Regions from separate parts of the Mus musculus genome. Here region 1 is linked to region 2. The links are chromatin contacts, called in public Hi-C maps. All regions are on one chromosome and are shown on one strand. The core of a region is the stretch at or near the end of the contact, and the rest is flanking DNA. Distances in the headings are between cores, read along the strand shown. Region 1 overlaps Madd (MAP-kinase activating death domain). Region 2 has its middle 11 kb from the start of Celf1.

Region 1 (4,284 bases), core at 1,713-4,212, 220 kb after region 2:
CGAGCCATCTTTCCAGTCCTGAAACTGGGAGGGATTTGTTTGTTTGTTTATCATTTTTCGTTTTTCGAGACAGGTTTTCTCTGTATAACAGCCCTGGCTGTCCTGGAATTCAATCTGTAGATCTGGCTGGCCTCAATCTCAGAGATCTTTCTGCTTCTTCCTCCTGAGTGCTGGGGTTAAAGGCATGCACCAACATGCCCAGAAAACCAGGAGATTTTTAAAATAATTCTTTAGACAGTTACAGTATAAGCCAGATGGTCCTTAAGCTTGTGATCCTCCTTGTGTTATTTAAGATGTGATTTTTAAAAAGTCAGTTTCAGGGTCCACAGAGATAGCTCAGCAGCTAAGGGCACTTGCTTTGCTTCCAGAGGGCCTGGGATCTGAGTTCTATCACCCGCATGGTGGCTAACAACTGGCTGTAACTCCACTTTCAGAATCCAGCTCCCTCTCTGTGCTCCTTAGGCACCAGGCACACATGTGGTGCAATACATACATGCAGACAAACAAAACACATAAAATATTGAAATTTTAAAAAATGATAAACCCAGTTTTAGGCTAAAATAAATAAATCCTAAGTAATAGAATCACTGGTGTGCCTCATCACATTCAGCATGAAACTGTTGGGCTTTTTATTTTATTTTATTTTATTTTATTTTATTTTTTTTCCGAGACAGGGTTTCTCTGTATAACCCTGGCTGTCCTGGAACTCACTTTGTAGACCAGGCTGGCCTCGAACCCAGAAATCCACCTGCCTCTGCCTCCCGAGTGCTGGGATTAAAGGCGTGCGCCACCGTGCCCGGCTATTTTAATTTTTAAGAACTTATTTTATATATATATACACACACACACACATATATACACACACACACACATATATATATATATATATATATACATATGTATATATATACACACACATATATATGTATGTATAATATTTATATGTATGTGTGTATTTATGTACACTGTGTGCATGTCTGGTGCTCTCAAAGGTCAGAAGAGGGAATTGGATCCCCTAGATACAGATAGTTGTGAACCACCATATGGGTGCTGAGACAAGTGCTCTTAACCACTGACCCAACTCTTTAGTCCTTAAATTATATTTTATTTACTTATTAATTCATTTATTCATTGTGTGAGTGTGGGTGGGTGGGTAGTGTGTCTGTGTGTGGGCAGGCATGTGCTATGAAGCTCATGTGCAGGTAGAGGACAGCTTGCAGGAATCAGTTTTCTATTTCTACCACGTGGGTTCCAAGGATCAAACTTAGGTTGTCAGGTTTGGCAACAGTACCTTTACCTACTGAGCTATCTTACCAAACACTGTCTTTTTTTCTCTCTGCAGGCCTGGAGCCCTGGCTGTCTTGGAACTCTCTCTGTAGACCAGGCTTGACACCATGACAGCTTACAAAACTGTCTCTTTTACAGAACAGGATGCATGGAGGTGAGGGTGGGGCTACATAGTTCAGTGTCAGGATAGCAATGTGCCACAGTCTATTCAAGACTGCTTTTGAGTTTTGGTACAAATATTAAAAAGTAATAGAAGGCATCTTAGCTGGACTTTGGTGACTCACACCTTTAATCCCAGCACTCAGAAAGCAGAGGCAGATAGATCTCTGTGAGTCTGAGGTCAGCCTGGTCTATAGAGTGAATTCCAAGACAGCTAGGGCTACACAGAGAAACCCTGTTTCAAAAGAAAAAAAGAAAAAGGAAAAGGAAAAAGAAAAAGAAAAAGGAGGCATTTAAGTGTTGTGATGAGAACAGATTTCATCTCAGATCCGCAGAGGTGTGCAGACCTCACATGGAAACTGCTGTACTCTAACAGCTGGAGGACTGAGAGTCCCCACACTGAACAGAAGGACCAACACCTCACCTGGACTACTGCCCCATTCTCTAAGCTACTAACTATAACTACCCACCTCTAAACTACTAACTCTAACTACCCATTCTCTAAACTACTAACTCTAACTGCCCATTCTCTAAACTACTAACTACCCATTCTCTAAACTACTAACTCTAACTACCCATTCTCCAAACTACTAACTATAGCTACCCATCTCTAAACTACTAACTGTAACTACCGATTCTCCTCTAAACTAGGCATTAACTGGGCTGCATAGCAGCATGGCAGACGTGTTTAGTGTGAAAGCGCTGTATAGGCAGGGGGACACGCAGGATAAAAGGGACGGTCCGATGTGCTCACCAGGCTGTTCAGCTGATCGAGCACCTCATTGACTTGCTGGCTGTACACCAGCCCAATGTGGGACTTTCCCATTAGGCGCCGTACTTTCTTCCTGATGTCATTCTTGTTCACCTGTAAAGCCAAGACAGGAGTCTTAATAAAGGCTCTGCTCCCTTCCCAAGTGAGGCAGAGACAAGAAAATAATCAGTTTCCACTTACCTGAGAGAAATGGAATTCTGAAAGACTATGTTACTGACTATGGCAGAACACTTTCAACTGTGTGTTCTGTCCATATGCTGGGGATTGCCTCTGCCTCTAGCTAGCTTCTACAGGAAAGTGGCTCTTAGAGAGTTGGACATCAAGGAGACACCTCCTCCCATCCTTTACCAACACCACCATAACATCCTCCCCAAAAGGACTTCTTAGAGTATGATTTAGAAACAGTAACACAGGTACAGTAAAGTGGGACGCTAGTACCTGAGACACCTTGCAGGTAAGCACCACCATCCACCCCTGACCACAGGGAAATGGAATTCAAGCATAAAGAAAAGCTTACAATATAGGAATGCTGACTTGTCAACTTGACACAAGGTAGAGTTATCTGGGAAGGACTCTCGATTGGGAAAATCCCTTTGTAAGACTGGCCTGCAGCTGCAGATAAGCCTCTGAGTTGTTTTTTGATTAATGATTGATGTGAGAGCCCAGCTGCTCACTGGGCAGTGCCCTCCCTGGGCAGGTTGGTGTAGAGGTCTATTGAGAAAGCAGCCTGAGCAAGCCAATACGCAGCACTCCTCCATGGTGTCTGCATCTGTTCCTGCTCCCAGGTCCCTGGCTTGGCTTCCCCTGATGATAGACTATCACCAGTTAGCCAATATGCCCTTCTGTTCTCATGTTGTTTTTGGCCATAATGCTTATAACAGCAACAGAAACCTAACTAAGACACAAAATCAACCAAAGCAAAAGGCTCACAGAGTCTGTCTCTGTGTTTGGGAACTGCTCCCTTCACATTTAAAAGCTAGGGAGAGGCTGGAGAGATGGCTCAGCGGTTAAGACTGCTCTTCCCGAGGTCCTGAGTTCAAATCCCAGCAACCACATGGTGGCTCACAACCATCCGTAATGAGATCTGATGCCCTCTTCTGGTGCATCTGAAGACAGCTACAGTGTACTTACATAAACTAGATAAATAAATCTTTGGGCTGGAGTGAGCAAGGCCAGAGCAAGAAGGGAAAAATAAATAAATAAATAAATAAATAAATAAATAAAAGCTAAGGAGAGCTCAGGGAGGCTCATTCTCACAATAATTCTCTGCCACCACCAATCCAAATCCACATTTCTCTTTCAGAGAAGAACTTCTCTTGATAATTTGCAATACACTTCTCCACAATTATAAATATGAAGCCCAAACAACTCACACTAGAGTTACCACTCCTTTGTTAATAAGCAGATACTTTTTGGACAAGATTTTATATAGTTTTACTTGGTCTTGAACTTATAGCCAAGCTTGGCCTTGAATCCCTGATCCTCCTGCCTCTACCTCTCAAGTGCCTTATTTGCTGGCATGAACCATCATGCCAGTAGACAGCTTTTACTAGCTACAGAAAATTCTACATGACAAAGGGCTGGTGCTCAAAAATAAATTCTGAGCCCCTGAAGGTTTTAGAATATACTACTGAAAAAAAAAAAAAAAGAGTATTAAATCAGTTGTAATTTGAGAGCTCTGTTGTAGCCTAAAACAGCTCAGCAAAGGGAATACATCAAATTCAAAGTAAACCAGTAACAGGTAATAATCAATGACTTTCATAACATTCAGTAACAAAACAGCCTGGCAGCTTCAGTTAACGCAACAGTGGGCAAGCTGCCACAGGGGCCTTGAACTTTTCAGTCAGATACTTTGGCAGCTTCCAAACCAGTCCAAAATGTAGGCACTAGACCTAGTCTTGCCCTTCTAGCACCAGTAACAGCTGGACATAAGCAATACGATCAATCAGTACATAAGCAATACCTTCATCAGCAGCATATAGGATATGAGGTTGTGTAAAAGTGTGGCCAGCAAGCGGTCTTCATCATCCTCCAGGCGCTTCCGGTCGTGTTCCCCTAGGGAGAGG
Region 2 (3,960 bases), core at 104-2,603:
TCACACTTGCGCCATCTGGCTTGGCCCCAGTTACCCACTGAGCCATCTGATAGCCCTTTTTTTTTTTTTTTTTGGTTTTCGAGACAGGGTTTCTCCGTGTAGCCCTGGCTGTCCTGGAACTCACTTTGTAGACCAGGCTGGCCTTGAACTCGAAATCTGCCTGCCTCTGCCTCCTAAGTGCTGCCACCACACCCTTATTTTTTAAAAATAGAATCTCTACAAGTAGCTCTCACTGACTGGCTGTGTAGACTCTTCAGGCCTTGCACTTGCACAATCTTCCTGCCTATCTCCTTAGGATATAATCCTTGGGATTATAGACAAGCACTAGCAGGCCTGAGTTACTCAGTGCTCATGCATGCTAGCTAAGGCTTTAACAATTGAGGTACACACCCAGCACCCTCTACATCTGACAATCTTAATTATTATGGAGCTAAGAGAGTTAAGATTGAACATCTTGCCGGGTGGTGGTGGCACACGCCTTTAATCCCAGCACTCGGGAGGCAGAGACAGGTGGATTTCTGAGTTCGAGGCCAGCCTGGTCTACAGAGTGAATTCCAGGACAGCCAGGGCTACACAGAGAAACCCTGACTCGAAAAAAAAAAAAAAAAGTATACCACCTGTGATTTCTTGTCTTAAATAGTTGTTCTGTTCTGCCCCTGATTGACAGAGTTTGGATCCTGAACCCTGCTGTCTCCCTGATATATCAGCTTTGAATAAAGAAACATTTTGCTGGCTCAAACTTGGTTTTCATAGTGGATTATTCCCAAATTCTCAGACCCTAACATTTGGGATCCACTATTTCAAGCCCCAGGACCGGCCATTTGAACTCGGTCTTCAGAGTAGCCTCCGGATGTGAGACTGGGAATTTCTGAATTGTTAGCACCTGCTCTGTGACCCAAGAAAGGAAAATCCAGACATAGTATTGCTTCTAGGGTCGGAGTGGGAGACAAGAGGAGAGTGAGACCTGGTGGTCTGGCTGAGCCTCCGACCCTGCAGGCTCCTTTTGGAGGGTTCTGAGAGAGCTGGTCTGTCAAGTCCCTGGGAGGGAGTGACTCAGACAGCTGGTAGCCTCTAGACTCCCTCAGAGGACATAGCTGAGGTTCAGGCTCCAGGCTCCTCTTGGGAGAGGACTAAGACTTTTTGTTGTTGTTGTTGTTGTTGTTGTTGTTGTTGTTGTTGTTTTTGTTTTTGTTTTTGTTTTTTGCTCTGGGGACAGACTTGTCTTACTAAACGCTACTCTGTCAGTACCCTTTTCATCTACTTTTCCTGGGTCTTTGTTTATGGCAGGCCGTAGTAAGTCCGTTCGTTGTTGTCAACTCTGTTTGGTTTTACTTTGTTGATTGTTCTTTGGTCTTGTACTGTATTTTGACATCATACGACAGAGAGTCACCATCTATTGATCCTGGTTTATCTCTCGACTTTGCTCTTTAGCATTTGAAGGATTTCCAAAGGAAAGCCCAGGAATCCTGAGACTCTGTCTTCCCTGGGAAACTCCGTGGTACCCTCAGCCAACTTGAGAGACCAACCCTTGGCGTGGATTGGCCCGAAAGGGCACCTTTAACTTACTTGTTTCCATTGCGGCCGGAGCCGAGATGGTCGGCTACCCAGGCCACCCAGATAGCATACGGTATATTGTGGCCTAGGTCCTCCTCCCTGAGGGACCCCCGAAATGGCTCCTCCCTCACCTCCAGGGCCGACAGGAGATGCCCCTTACCCTCTGCCCTGTCAAGCCTCAGGCACCAGTGCACCCTCCTTTGAGAAAGAAGCCCTGATGCTCCTTTGGTGGACGCAAGGGACTCCATTCCCTCTCCCAGTGGGCCTCTTTATCCCAAAATTCTGGCCGAGGACGCTGCTATAACATTTCTCTCTGAGCTCTTCTCTTAGCACTGAGGGCGCTGCTAGAGCCCCACAACCTTCCTCCTGCAATGTTTCTCTCTTCCCCTCACAACCGTTCTGGCTCAACTCATCAGCAGGATGCAGGCCCTGCAAAGCTTGCAGTTCTTTTTCTCCGCTAGGCTTCCCAGGTGCAGGGAGGAGCACGCTCTGATAGGATGAGGGGCGGGGATGGTGGTGGAACGAAGAGCCCTATTGGGTTATATGCCTTTTAGGACGAATGGCAAATATAACTTGAAAAATCAGACCCCCCCCCCTTCTCTGAGAAGTCCTAAAGCATGATTTCTCTTTAGGAAACGATGTTTTCACACCCACCAGCCCACCTAGGACGATTGTCAACAAATGTTACGGACTCTCTCTACATATAAAGAGAGAAAGGGTCCTGAGAGGCCAGGAAACTGGTGCCAGGACAGAGATGGACGGCCATCACCCTTCCCGTGGTCATCAAGGCAGTCTTCTCATTTCTTCTGACCAATTGGAACTCCAATTATGATGAAGGTAAGGAGTCCCTGAAGGTATATTGCCAGACTCTATTGGGTGGTCTCCAGACTGCTGCAAAGTACCCCACAAATTTATCTAAGATTAGCTAGAAAATGCAGGAACCAAGGGAGTACCTGGTAGCCTTTCTGGAGCGATGGATGGATGCCCCTGGCACTTACTTGCCTATTGATCCAGAGGCAGAAGAAAACAGGAGAGCTATTAATGTTGCTTTTATAACTCAGTCAGCTCCACATATTAGAAAGAAACTCCAGAGAATGGAGGGTTTTGAAGGCTACTTGAGATCCCTACCAACGTATCTAACAACAGGGAGGATCAGGAGGACAGACAGGCTAGGAAGAATGCCAAAGTCATGATAGCAGCCATTAATGAGGATTAATTGGCCGAGGAAGGCCCAAGGGGAATTGGTCTATGTGCCTCCAAGGGCAAGGAAGGGAAGGACCACCTCTCCAACAAGACCCATTTGCCTATTGCAAAGAATTTGGACATTGGCATAAATACTGCTCCAAATGCGGAGGGGAGAAACCCAAACCTAGGGTCCTCCACCCCGAGAGGGACTGAGGATGTCAGAGCTTGACTTCCCTCCCCCTAAGAGTGGAGGGAAAGCCAGTTAGCCTCTTGGTTAACACTGAGGCTCAACTATCAGACTGAACAAAAATCAGGTGGGCTGCTGACCTCCCAACAGAGTTGAATACAAGGGGCCACAGGTACTAAATCCTACCCATGGACTACTGCCAAGGGGGAGGACCTGGGGAAGTCATTCATAGTGATCCCCAGACACCCTTGCTCCCTTTTGTCCAGACCTGTTACTAAGGGCCCAAGTAATCTTCTAAGAAAGTGATATTGCTATAGTCTTTCCTCATGAGGGGAACAACAATCCAAGACATAACCTTACCTCTGGAGGAGGAGCACCTCAGTAATCCTGAGGCCAGCACAAAGAACAACAAAGAAAGCTCACTCTTAACAGAGTTAAAGTCTAAATTCCCACGTGTCTGGGCTGAAAACAACCCACTGGGTCTAGCACATTTAGCCCCAGTGGTTGTACAATAATACTAGGGGCTTGAACCCATTTGGGTCAGACAGTATCAAATGTCTCTGGAAGCTCTGGGAGGCATAAAAATTCATATCAACTGCCTGAGAAATGCAAGACTCTTAATCCCCTGCCAATCTCCTTAGAATAACCCCCCCCCCCCTTCTGCCAGTGTGAAAGCCTTGAATCAGTGACTTCAAAACAATCTAGGGGCTGGAGAGATGGCTCAGCAGTTAAGAGCACTGACTGCTCATCCAGAGGTTCTGAGTTCAATTCCCAGCAACCACTTGGTGGCTCACAACCATCTGTAATGAGATCTGATGCCCTCTGCTGGTGTGTCTGAAGATAGCTGCTGCCTATTCATATTCATGTAATAAATAAATAAATAAATCTTTTTAAAAACTCAAAAAATAAAAATAAATAAATAATTTTTTAAAAAGAACCATCTAGAACATAAGGGAGGCAAATGGACAAGTTGAAGATTCCAGGCAGTGGTGGCACACACCTTTAATCCCAGCACTTGGGAGGCAGAGGCAGGT

Evidence for each region. Hi-C and Micro-C count contacts between places; a contact is called where the count stands out from the background.
Region 1: a contact with region 2 is called in a Hi-C map of liver, with 2.6 times the contacts expected there. The contact joins two enhancer-like sites. A contact is called at or near these places in 1 of 39 promoter capture datasets (the HPC-7 cell line), 1 of 484 Hi-C or Micro-C datasets (liver), 3 of 115 datasets of contacts at active chromatin or transcription factors (bone marrow-derived dendritic cells, bone marrow-derived macrophages and hepatocytes) and 2 of 9 other capture datasets (adipose tissue and pancreatic islet).

The regions. Positions count from the first base shown.
Region 1 is chr2:91,150,254-91,154,537 of GRCm38.p6, forward strand. Madd (MAP-kinase activating death domain) reads right to left here. Exons shown (of 35, transcript NM_001177720.1): 26 at 4,182-4,284; 27 at 2,201-2,311. Among named protein-coding and RNA genes, the nearest start is that of Madd, 27 kb to the right of the region's middle. Within about 2 kb of position 2,963, at least 4 of the 459 cell types and tissues checked have an H3K27ac peak or open chromatin away from gene starts, as enhancers often do. A contact at or near this core is called in hepatocytes and liver, where this site is marked.
Region 2 is chr2:90,927,353-90,931,312 of GRCm38.p6, forward strand. No RefSeq gene overlaps it. Among named protein-coding and RNA genes, the nearest start is that of Celf1, 11 kb to the right of the region's middle. Within about 2 kb of position 1,354, at least 8 of the 459 cell types and tissues checked have an H3K27ac peak or open chromatin away from gene starts, as enhancers often do. A contact at or near this core is called in hepatocytes and liver, where this site is marked.